2 separate regions of the Mus musculus genome follow, and region 2 is linked to region 1. Evidence: chromatin contacts called from public HiChIP or PLAC-seq data. All regions are on one chromosome and are shown on one strand. Each heading gives the region's core, a stretch centred on a gene start, on an enhancer-like site or on the middle of the called end of the contact. The rest is flanking DNA. Distances are from core to core; before and after follow the strand shown.

Region 1 (6,208 bases), core at 1,684-4,183:
TCCTCATGTGAAGGCTGCTAGCAGAATACTAACTTCCAGTCAGCTAGCACAAGGGCTTCCAGGGAGCTAGGATGAGGGTCTTAAAGCCCACACTCACAGTGACACACCTACTCCAACAAGGCCACATCTACTCCAACAGGGCCACACCTTCTAATAGTGCCACTCCCTGGGCAGAGCACTGTCTTTAGCAGATGGATTGTGGAAAATATATATATGCATGTATACACACACACGTGTGTGTGTGTGTATGTATATATATGAATGACATGATCTTGCCATGACATCAATCTTCTGACTTTGAGCTCTCTTTAAATGCTGTGACCACGTGGGCTCAACCTTTCCTGTGGCTCTATCCTATGAACTGAAAGTCCTGCATGGGAAGGGCAACAGTCCCATGGGAACATGGCTTCCTGTCTGGGGTGCAATGGCCTTCTACACACAGTGACTTTCTATGAAAGTAGCATGCAGCTGAAAGCTAGAACTTGTCCAGCCATTCCACCAGCCTTTCGAAGCCAAGTGTGCATCTCTTTTCCATGGTTAATGACAGCCCTCCCCCCTCCCCCCATTCTTGGAAGACTTCAGGAAACCTCATAACTGGCCTATGGGCCTTTCATTCCTACTGGGTCCTGCCTTGGTCTGTCTCCCTGGCCATCAAACCAGATCACATGGGGGTTGTACCTTTTAAGTTTCTTTCCTCTAGATCTTGTGGATTTGATGACTGTCCGTCACCTCTGTGAGACAAAGAATTGTGGAAACTAGACTATGACCCCCTGAAACACCTTTGAATTCACTCTCCTTTCAGCCCTATACCCTGTAGTGATTGCATGAACCCTCCTCTGGTACAAGATCTGACAGCCATCACTGTATTGACATGATCACAAGACCTGACCCCCATGACCAAGCATCGCCATGTGGTCACCTACAAACTGACAGAGACAGGAAATAAAGAGGTCTCTGAACTAGACCTAAGACTGAGATGAACATCACCCAAAAAAGACCATGTCATGATCCTGCATCCTCACATCAGCTCTTATTCCACCACTGATTTTCACAATGGGTCGTCCAAAGACAAGGACCCAGGATCACTTGTAGGAGGGGAAGGAGATAACCACGCCCACTGCCACAGGACCCTCAGCCTGAAGCAGCCAGCACTGGCTTTATGTACATGTGTACAAAGCACTTCTCTTCTCTTCTCTTCTCTTCTCTTCTCTTTTCTTTTTCTTCTTTTTTAAAAAAGTGTAATGTTTAAACTTTCAAAACCATCACTTCTTCTGTGACAATATATGGCAATCATGAAGGCCCACTCTAGTCTGTGCCTCTGACCCAGGACCCATCAGGCTGCTGTTTTTCCTCTGCCAGAAGTGACATCTTTGTCCTGACTGCATCCTGAGACGCATTCAGCTTACACAGTAGGTGTCTGCTGAAGGTGTAACCAGACACAGAGAGGACAGGTGGAAGCTGTGTTGCTTGCTTTTCTTGTTGTTGAGATCAAATACCTGACAGGAAGTAAGTTAAGCGAGGAAAGATTCATCTTGGCTCTGGGTTTGAGGGTACAGCCCGTCCCAGTGAGGAAGAGTGGTCCGTGTAGAAAGAAGTGTGCATCTGAGGCTCTGCCTCACATCTCTGGATCATGGAATGGTGTGGTCTACATTTGAAGAAGGTCTTATCTGCTCAGTTAAGCGTCTCCAGAAATGCCCTAGTAGACATGCCCAGAAGCCAAGTTGACAATGAGCACTAACCTTCCCAGGCATAAGTGAACCCAGGAGGGATACATGATGGTGACTATATCCAACCTCTTGAGAATGTGTGTCACTTCTCCTTCAAGGCCTAGGCCACTCAGAAGCTCTATCTGGAATGTCCTTGCCTGAAGTTATCTTTCTGACAATAAATGGTACATGGGACTTGTAGCAGGTAGAGTTGGTCATAAAATGTCATACCCTCGAGTCATTCTGGACTTGCCAATGCCAAGATGAATATTGTCTGAGCACCCATCACTTATCACTTCTCTACCTGGCAATCTGCATCCTCTGCAAAGTTAGATGCACATAAGTATATGTATCCTTACTACTCTACTGATGCTCACCTACCTTAGAGTCTGGCCATCCACAAAGAGTTCTGTGGACTCTGCCAACATTGAAGGCCTGTGGCCTCCAACCACAGAAGCTTCTGGTGACCTGGTCCTTCCTGTCCTATTACTTGGGTGGCTTCTTTCACCTGATGTCCAAATTTAAGATAAATGCTCAACATTGAATGCAACTGTTATTAGTTATTAATTTTATTTTGCTTCTGTCTAATATTCTTCTATAAAATAATGCAGCAATATACCAACACAGGTGCCTGTTTCATTATTTGGCTTACCATTTCTGGTCTTATTGCATGAACAAAGAAGTCCCAAGATGCTCATAGATGTCTTCGATTGGATATATGGACTTGTTCTCTTGGATCTATGTCCAGATGTGGAATTTCTGGGTCATTCTACAATTGGTTCTTTAGTTTGGTAAAGGAAGCTAAATCCCAGGCCACATTTCCTATTTAGCTGTCTGTAGATATGGATGAAGGCTGTGCTTGCTTCATTCCCCAAACACTGAGTTTTGCACCTGGGCTGTTTTCATTTACAGTAACTATTCATCTGTGTTTTCTGAGTTTTATAACCATCCTTTTAATGACTAGAGAGCGATTGGTGGCATAGTGATGTTTCCTTTACCCAGCCTCCTGTCATACTGAAGTGAGAGCCGTTTTAGATTTAGAATGCAAGCATTGATATCATTTAAATATTGTTTGTGGGTTTCTTTGAAATAATTAAAGCATGCAGTAATTCCTGACTCGAGTCCTGTCTCTGAAGATATTCTTGGTAACGAGTCTCCACACATCACCGCTGTAAATGCAGGCTCTCACAAGGGGACATGTGTTCCCTCACAGCACTAAACGGAGCTTCAGATTTCACGGATAGGAAGGGAATAAGTGACTTTTATCATGTGCACTTTTATGGGAGTCACGTGGCTGGTGAAGGCACAGCTGGCAGGTGCCACAGCACAGTCGACCCCTTCATGGGACCCCTGATACTAACCTCTGTGTGAATCCAGCTGTTCCCAGAAGCTGTGAGGCAGACAACAATGCTCAAGTGTGGGCCGCATCTGGAATGATTCTTAGCCAGCCTGGTGCCCCGTTGGTCTTCTACCTTCCAAAAAGGCTGATTGGCCCATAACCAAGTTGACAGCTTTCTGCTGAGCTTTTCTACAGAAAGCTTATCCAGAAGAGCTTCCCACACCCAGGCCTTGCCTGGGTCTCCATCACGATTCCTGACTGGGTGTCTTTTCAAATTGTGCTTTTATTTTGTGATTATATGTTTGGAGCCCATTTCCTGAGCCTGCTCAAGGCTCAGGGAACTGTTCAGGAAATTTTATGTGGATGAGAACAAGCTAAGTTGGCTTTCACCTGTGATGGCATATCATCCCAGACAGCATGTTTAAGTCCAAGGAAGTTACTTCACATTCAAGCATTTTCCCACCTTTTCACACACATGTGATCAAACATAGTTAGTAGCACAGCAGTTACTATTTGTGCGATATAAAAGGCGTTTAGTTTACTAACAAGCTAATGTAAGTTATCAGCCACCGGAAAGCTCTATGGACAACCCTCAGATAATTTAGGTATAATGGCCCAGGTCATTAGTATGGTTATTTCACCTGGAAGACTGGATGCCAGTAGGTCTGAAGCTCTCTCTGTTTCTCTCCTCTGGGACCTCGATATGGAGTGGCATAGCTATATAACAGGCCTGGAGCTTTCCAGAGGGAAGGGAGAGGAGCTATGTTGGTCAGTGTGTGGCACAGGCTATGTTGATTTGTCCTTTCAACCTTGGGAATGCCTCCCCCAGGTGACTAGTTAATGAGAGACACATAGAATGCAGGTGAGACTCCTCGGGGGCAGTTTTCTCCCCTCGCTAAGCACCTCTGCCTGCCTGTCAACATTACATTACAATCCTGGGAGAAGAGACGGTTGTTGGAATAGCGCAGAGTCCATGGCATCTATTAGTACTTTCTTTAAATTCTACCAAAATTGTGTCATAATGTTAAGAGCCCCACTGTCAAAGTCAGTGGGAACCAACCAGGAGAGGCAGATGACTGAGGGGTAGGGTTAATAACATAATAGAAGCATAATATCAGGAGACTTCTATAAGGGAATGTCCACTCTCGGATGATGGGCACATACAAGAAAGTGCTTACCCCCAAGATTGACATAGAGGGGAGGTGGCCTCTCCTGAGATAGACACTTGGCTTTCACAAGAGGCATTTCCCTGTATCCTGGCTATGGACCCTGCATAACCCCAGTCAGTGACGGATGGCACAGTACCCACCTCAGTATCTCCCTGGAGCTTGGCTCTGCCCCACAGCAGGTTCACGCCCCTTTCCTTTCCAATAGAAAGTGCTCTGCAGTAAAATGCATATGGACTTTTAAATCAGCTTAATGAAAAAAATTGTTATAGTAGTGCAGGACATTTAGAGAATTATAAAATGCTCGCAGGCTGGCCAGTCTGTGACAACTCTCTTCTTATGTCTTTCATTTTGTCCTGTAAAGTGGTTGTATTTATTTTGTTAACTTGTGGGTGTGAGTATGCATATAAGACATGCATGTTGCAGATGGGGATCAGAGGACAACCTTGGGTGTCAAGTCTCCCCTTCGACCTTGTTTGAGGAAGGGTCTCTCCCTTACTGATGCATGTACTAGGCTCGCTGGTTTACAGTCTTATGGGAAGTCCACTTCCTCAGCCTGCATCTCCCTGCAGGAGCACTAGGGTTGCAAATGCGAGTCACTGCATTCAGCCTTCTGCATGGATTCTGGGGACACACACGTGGGTCCTTGTGCTTGCATGTCAAGGACTTTATCCACCAAGCATCCCTCATGAATGTTTTTACATGATTAACATTATATAATTTCCAGTTCTTCTAAAGGATACATTCATTTCTAGCTTTTCCCTTGACTTGCTGTTGCTGCTGAGTATTTCTGATGTTTTCATATAATTTTGTAAACACCAATAGAGTGTCTGGTGGTTATCAGAATGACGAAGCATCCCTAAAAAGTAAACATGAAGCTTGTTTCCCTTTGCAGGCCTTGCTGCACTTCCTGCTGGCTCTCTTGCGTCTCTACTTGGGCAATACTCTGTTTAGACTGTATGATTTTCTCCCTGTGAAACTGACCATTTTTGTTACATCAATGAACAATGCATGCATGACATTTAATTCCTTATCTTGATAATGATAATCAGAGGGAGGGTGTGGATATGTCTCAGCAAAATGGCAGAATGATGTGACCTTCAGGACAGCCCTTAAGGCTGAGGGAAAGAACATTAAAAACATGAGTTCAAAAATATATAATTTCTCAACTATGTAAAAATATAAGGATGCAGTATGAATTGTATAAAGATCTTCTCAGACCTAAAGGAACAGAGGCAGCTGCACTATTAGCCAGCTTGTCCAAAAGATGCAAAGACTGGAAGATACAAAGGTAGGCAGACTCCTGAGTTCAAGGTCAGCCTACAACCAAGAGAGTTTAGGTTCAAAGCTAGGTATGGTCAGAATGGTAATTACAGAGCAGTATCCCACCCAGCTATCTTCTAGTCTATGCTTGTGCTTGCTCTCTCTTCTAGGAATCAAGTGGCTAGGGTCATGGGATGCTGACCCATGGAATAATCAAAAGGGAACCTGGGATAATAAATTAAGATGTGAATAAAAGGCTGGGATTTTTGTTCTGCAAGAGATGAGCTTTCCAGAGAATTTTTAGAAATACCACAGAGAACTGCTTGGAGAACTGTCTCAAGCAGAACCGAGGCCATCAGCTTGGACCTATAATTTGACTTTGAGCCATTTGTTTTGCTGCTCTCAAACACCCCTTCTCTCACAACCCCTCTCCAAGCCCATGCTGGTCCTTGGCAATCCATGTCCACAAGTCTCTTACAATAGTCTCGTCATGTTCTTAGCATGCGTGCCTTCCTATGGAAACACAAGTGCAAATGATTCAATATTTTCAAGCTTTGTACAATCCCCTCCCCAAATAATTTCTGAGGAAAGGTCTGTCAACAGAAACTTCCTAAATGTGTGTGTGCCACATACCTTCTCATCTGTTCCTGGAAGCAGGCTGCCCAGAGCCACCCTATGCCCTTCCTCACCAATGGAGTGGATGCAGACACTAGGATCCAATACTGAGGCTGTTG
Region 2 (6,208 bases), core at 1,552-4,051, 900 kb after region 1:
TACGGTGGCTGACCTTGGTAGTGCCTATTGAATCCCACAGAGTAAAGTAGATCACCATTGTGAGTTCGAAGCCAGCCTAGCCTGTGTACTGAGTTCCAGGCCAGCCAGGGCTGCACAGTGGGAGTCTCTTTAAAAAGAAGAAGCATAGTAGGGAGGAATGACTTGTCACTGAGTCTTTGCCATTGACCGTGAGGAACAGAGACTCTGAGATGGAAAAAACAAACCTAGATCAGGAACAGAAAGAACAGAGGCCACAGCAGCTAAGAGCAGCCAGCCATTGACAGGGTCTTCTCTCTAAGAAAGTGCGCTGTGGCTATGCCCTCTTCACTGATAGGTTGGTGTGGGTGGCACAGCCACGCCATACACCCAATAGAAGTCACCTGCAATGTTTCAGACAGTCACCACAGGAAAGGGCAAAAAAATCATTCATAGATAGCAAACACACAAGCTAGCTTCCAGGTCCCTATGAAGTACGAGGGCTACAGCTTGGCAACCTGAGGGTTTCATGGGGACAGATATGGATCAGGGCCATGTGCCCTCAAAGCGCATATGGTGCTGGACTTTGAAACATCCCCAGCTTCCTCTGCATATGGGGATCTACACTCCAGCACCACAGGACCCCACTCCAGCAGCTACAAGCAAGGCCTTCATCTGTGAGCAGCAGAAGGTGTCCCCAAAGACAAAGGGTGCTTCGTGCGTTTCAAGGACAAAGTGGGGTTGCCCACAGGGGACCTGAGAGTGTGAGGGTTGGGAAAATTAAGTTGGAAAGAGAAGAGGAAAGGCTTCATGAGCCCGGAGGACGTCTGCAGGGGACGTCTAGGAAGCTTCCTTGAGGGCATTGCTTAACTGAACCAGGGTCACAGTCCGTGAAGGGAAGCTGACTGGGGCTAGCACTTTAGGCTCCGTTCAAATATGGGTCTCATTTGAATCTAAGAAAATGCTGTGAAGGACCTAAAACCTGGCTCCCACACAGGAATGGGCTACAGGCAGCAGTAAGTGACCACCATGGGAGTGGGTTACAGGCAGCGCGTTTGTCAGGCAGCACCAAGGAACCCAAACCACCCAAGCGTACCAAGCAGTCTGAGGCTCTGTGTTCATATTCCTGAAATGTGTGCACTTAAAAAGAGTTTCCTTCTAACGTGTTTGATCAGCAGTGACTGAGTACTGAAACATGATATTGAGCAGGCGAGACAGACGTTAGATCTTACCTTAATTGATAAACTCAAGTGAAGGAGTTGGGCCAGCCCAGGGCACAGTGTCCCAGGGGTCAGTTGTGTCCTTAAGGTCAGGTCTGGTGAGGAGAGGCTGGAGGGAGGAACAAAGGGAGAAGGAAAGAGAATGAACTCTTAGTCAATGTGTAAGAATATCCTAGATAGTGTATCCCAGGGAAACATGGAACAATAGAAAACCAGGGTTCCCTGGACATTCGACCAGGATTTGTGACCTATTCAGCTCAGATCTTTACCAATAAGATCTGATCTCAAAAGTAAATAAGCCGAGGCCCAGCTGTGTTAGGCCACTGACTGATGAGCTCTCAGTCTTCCCACAGAAGGAGTTCCTGGGAGGTTGGAGGGGGCGAGGGGGGTCACCTAGCTCTCTGCCTCTCTCCAAGGCCTCTAAGAGGCTCCATGTGTCTCTCTGGTGAGATCTCTGCCTGTCTGTCTGGTAGTTTATATCCTGGGGACTTTGGGGATCCAACTGCCTCCCACACACAGGAACTCTTCATTTGAGCAAGAGGGACTGTGAGCAGCTGTGGAAATGAGTTAATCTTTCTGCAAGGGAATCCCCTCCACTCTATCCTAGTGTGGCAATAGTTAATATGTCAGAAAACGATGGGAATATTATTCAGGGTTTGATACCCAAAAACAGGCCAGTATGGCCATCTGTATAAAAGGAAAAAAATATAGCCTGTCATGATGGCATATACCTGTGACCCCAGAGGCAGGAAGAGCGGGTCCTCAAAGGCAGCCTGGGCTACAGAAAGAAAAAAAAATTGCTAAAAGACAAGTTTTGACACAGGTTCACTGAACAGAGGCACAGAGCATCGCTGTAGCTAGAACACCATGGTTGGCGGATGGTGTGCTTAGAACTGGGTGGGGCTGAGGAGCAACACATGCCTGGTACACTCAAGCTCCATGGTTCGGTCACCAGCACCCTCCCTGCACACACACACACACACACACACACACACACACACACACACACTGCACACACACACTGTGCACATGCACACACACTGCACACACACACACACTGCGCACATACACACACTGTGCTCACACTGCACACACACACTCGAGAGGGAAAATGCATTTCCATCATCTGAAACCATCATCCCCTTTACCTGAACTTACCTAAGCCTTACTCTAGGTTTGTTCTTATCAGCAAAAGGCATTATTAAATCATGAGAAATGGGGAAATCTTTGGTGCAGGTTTGGCCTTAACAGGAGTCATTCACTTCCTGGCTGTCTACTGTAACAGCTAAGCCAGGGCACAATAAAATCCAACTAAGTGGCCACACAGGACAGAGACACAGCCATGCGCAGTGGCACTCTGATACAGTGGGGGCTGTCCCCAGGAACTGCAGTGCTTAGATATGTTTTTTATCCTCGTCCCTTCAGATGAGCTCTGTACACTCATACGCCCTGACAGTACACTGGCAGCCTCTGACAGATTCCCTCATAGTTAAACATCTTGACTCCTGAAATTACTAAAGGAGGCAGCTGCTTCAGAACCGCCTCTTAGAATCCTTCCTGGATCCCCTCCCTGGAGATCAGAAAGAGCCACTGTCTCCCGAGCCACAGATGCCCTCTGGACCGTTGAACTGACATCAGAACAAGCCAACCCTAGAGAAGGAATCTTCTAGCTCAGAGGAGGCAACGAAGGGAAAAAATTAACCCTTTCAGTGCCTGGTTCCTGGTGGCAGATGTTTTCTGAAAAACAGGATAGAAAGTTGCAGCCATGGTTTGGAAGTTCGGCAGCACAGACAGCCAGAGAAGGCCCATCTGAGAGTTCTTATCACTCCTCCATAGGAAGTCAACATCCATATGGTCCACTGACTAAGAAAGGCAGCTGGGGGCCAGCCGGTCTTCACCGGTTCCCACAGGCCACTGATTACCGAAGCTAAAGGAAACTTCTTGTAAACCAGACAGGGGCTCTGGCCGCGGACGGCTTCCCTTTCCCACCTCTGCATGGAATGTTTTGACAAGTTGGGCATTAAAGCATTTTTTCTCCCATGGGCATTCAAGCATTTTCCCCTCTCTGTGAGAGAAGGCGCGCTGCTGTCGGGGCCTTTGTTTCTCTTCTACACTAGTTCACGCTTAACAATTACGGGATCTCTAAAAGGGCCAAAGTTGTGAGAAAGTGTTGTGTGGGGTTACAAGAAACTTGTGTGGCTTTATCTCCCTCAGGGGGCAACTGGGACCACTGGGTCTCTGTATGGAAGGGGTGACGCAGTTTGTCTGACAGTCCAGCTGGTCACAAAGGCCCTTCAGAGTTAGTCTGTGCAAGGTTCTATACAAGCATCCTTGCAGGCTGGCTCTGACCGGTGACTGCAGGAGTGAAGAGAATGTAACAGAGTCTGTACAGTTACCAAGCTACTCTCCTCATTTTATTTTAGACATAATTAAAACAATAACCAGAGGAGAATATGGCAGAAATGACCCACCACACAACTCTATGCCTTCTTCTCCCAGGGACCCTTTAACTGGCTCTTTCTGTGCATGTATGCAATGGATTCTGGGGTTAAAGGTCCCTGCTCCAGTTTCTCCATCTCTGCTGCAACAAGAACTGCTCTCTTCAATATTCAAAGGAAAGAAGCCACATCCATCTTGTGTTTCTGTCATTGGCATCAGGGCAAATACTAAATTAATTTATCATTGACAGCCCTGGGAATCTCAGAACTGTCCTTAGAAGCTGGCCAGCCTGTGGCCCTGAGCAGTTTACCCTTCTGGCATCCCCGAGCTCTTTGTGGTGGTGAGGACAAGTGACCATTCAAGTGGCCAGATGTCTGACTCATATGGGAAGCACAAAGCGGCCTTCCAAATGCCACATGTCCCCACTGATTAGAGAGATCAAAATATCCCGAGTCCAGCCCAGACAGACACTGATGTTCTAGAAGAAGAGATGCAGGAACAGCGTCTCGAAATGCTGCGCCAGACGAGCATTAATTGGCCAGTCTCCCCTTAACACATAGACGGCAGAAAAAGACGCATTCACTAGAGGACAAACATTTACATTTCCCAAGTACTTTCTGGAAGGTTTGGGACCACAATAGAAAAAGAAAGAGAGAAGCAAGGGAGTGGAAACAATTAGCGTAGAGTGGGTGAGGTATGCGGCTCTCTGGCTCCCCTGACCCCCTCAGCATTGGGTTTTACTGCACTGTTGTCTTTGGGAGGCACAGAACTGATCTTCAACCCTAAGGCCTGTTTTAAATAAAGAAGCAGATGGTTTGAGGTTGGGTTCTCCATAATAAATACTGAAGAACACTGGAAGGCCCAGACTCCTTGTGGGAATAACTGCATTTAAAAAGATGCATGTTATGTGCGTGACATTCTTGTGGCTCCTGATAACAACTGTCTGAGAACTTTAGATTAGATCCGTGTGCCACAGCCAAACAGGCCTCTCTTGGGTTTGGTGAAAGTGCCTGTGTGTGCCTTCAGCACCAGCGATACCTGTTGGGTTGGCATAAAATCCATTCAGAAAAAGGCTGTTCTCTTTTGTATGTCCTGTTTTAGGCTTCTCATTGCAGCCCAGCCCACAGAATCAGCAGATCTTATTTATCAGTGAGAATACAGCAGTCCCAAAGGGCAAGCCGCGTGAACCCCTGGGTGTCTACTGTGTGCCCCAAGCTGTATGTACCATAGCCAGCTTACAAGAAAGGAGCATGCATGCCATTAATCTCAGCCCTTAGGAGGCAGAGACAAGCATATCTCTGTGAATTTAAGGCTTGTCTGGTCTCCTGCTCTATGTAGTTACAGAACAGCCATGGCTACTTCTCCTCTCTGGAGAAAGAGGAGGAGGAGGAGGAGGAGAGACAGAGACAGAGACACAGAGACAAACACAGACAGACAGACACAGTCATGAAGCATGTGCAGAAGCCAACCTTCCTAACATTTTACAAATACTCCCACTTCTCTGCGCACAGTGAAGAAATTACTAGTGTAGACCATCAACAGGGCACCCAGCTGCATCCTAAGAAAGAGAAGAAGAAAGCTCAGAGTCTGAGGGATGCTCATTTGTTCCTAGATGGCTCCAGAGATGGAAATCTGACAGACTTTCCTGGTAACCTAGGAGGAAAGGGAAAAGCAGAATAACTTCATAAGCTTTCAAAGTGAGATCCCGGCAGAACCCAGGGGGGAAAGGTGTTGCGTGTTCCTGGTCTACATAGAGAGTACCAGGACAGCCAAGGCTACATAAGATACCCTGTCACATCACCACAAAACATGACAGCTCGTAAATGCTGGGCTCAAAAGCCTCTTGGCTGCAGGATTGAGCTCTTCTGTGGGACTGTCACTCAACATGGAGTCCCCACATGAAAGCTCACAGCTTCACTCAAAAAAATAAACCTTCCAAGGATGAGGTGGGCACGGCTCAGTGCAACAAGGGCTGCTGGCTGTGCATGAAGGCTTAGGTAGGGCTCATTCCCAACACCACCGGCTAGAGGGAGAAACCCAAGGGCAGCCATGCATTAGCAGGAGAAGCAGGCTCTTTGATTCTCTTGTCAGTTTCTATTTCTCTCTAGATACTCTCTCCTCTAGCCATGGCTCTCGAGCTTGTCTGCCCTCCATTCTGAGACCCTGATCATCAGATTCAGTTCTCTTCAGCATCTGCTGCCTCAGCAGTAGGGAGACGGACAGACAAACAGACAGAGTAGAGTAGGGCAAACCTCTCCCTGAAGACCAGAACCATGCTTCAGAAACTCTGCTTTAATTTCTCACCACCCTGACCAAATATGCTCATATATTTCTACCAAGATAGCCAGATGTGAGGGTGCACGCCTTTAATCTCAGCCTTCAGGAAACAGAGGCAGATGAATTCCAGGCCAGCTGAGGCTACAGAGTAAGACCCAGTCTCGTAAATGGGTAGATAGATAGATAGATAGATAGATAGATAGATAGATAGATAGATAGATAGATGGATGGATGGATGGATGGATGGATAGATAGATAGATAGATAGATAGATAGATAGATAGATAGATCAATCTG

Evidence for each region. HiChIP or PLAC-seq counts read pairs in DNA pulled down with a chosen protein or histone mark.
Region 2: an H3K27ac HiChIP or PLAC-seq map of oligodendrocyte precursor cells shows a contact between it and region 1, with 5 times the contacts expected there. The contact joins two enhancer-like sites. A contact is called at or near these places in 1 of 484 Hi-C or Micro-C datasets (cortical neurons) and 1 of 115 datasets of contacts at active chromatin or transcription factors (oligodendrocyte precursor cells).

What each region holds. Positions count from the first base shown.
Region 1 is chr8:10,455,383-10,461,590 of GRCm38.p6, forward strand. The region is part of intron 20 of Myo16 (myosin XVI); the gene reads left to right. Among named protein-coding and RNA genes, the nearest start is that of Gm51561, 28 kb to the left of the region's middle. Within about 2 kb of position 2,934, at least 8 of the 459 cell types and tissues checked have an H3K27ac peak or open chromatin away from gene starts, as enhancers often do. A contact at or near this core is called in oligodendrocyte precursor cells, where this site is marked.
Region 2 is chr8:11,359,525-11,365,732 of GRCm38.p6, forward strand. The region is part of intron 4 of Col4a2 (collagen, type IV, alpha 2); the gene reads left to right. Among named protein-coding and RNA genes, the nearest start is that of Gm46030, 23 kb to the left of the region's middle. Within about 2 kb of position 2,802, at least 58 of the 459 cell types and tissues checked have an H3K27ac peak or open chromatin away from gene starts, as enhancers often do. A contact at or near this core is called in oligodendrocyte precursor cells, where this site is marked.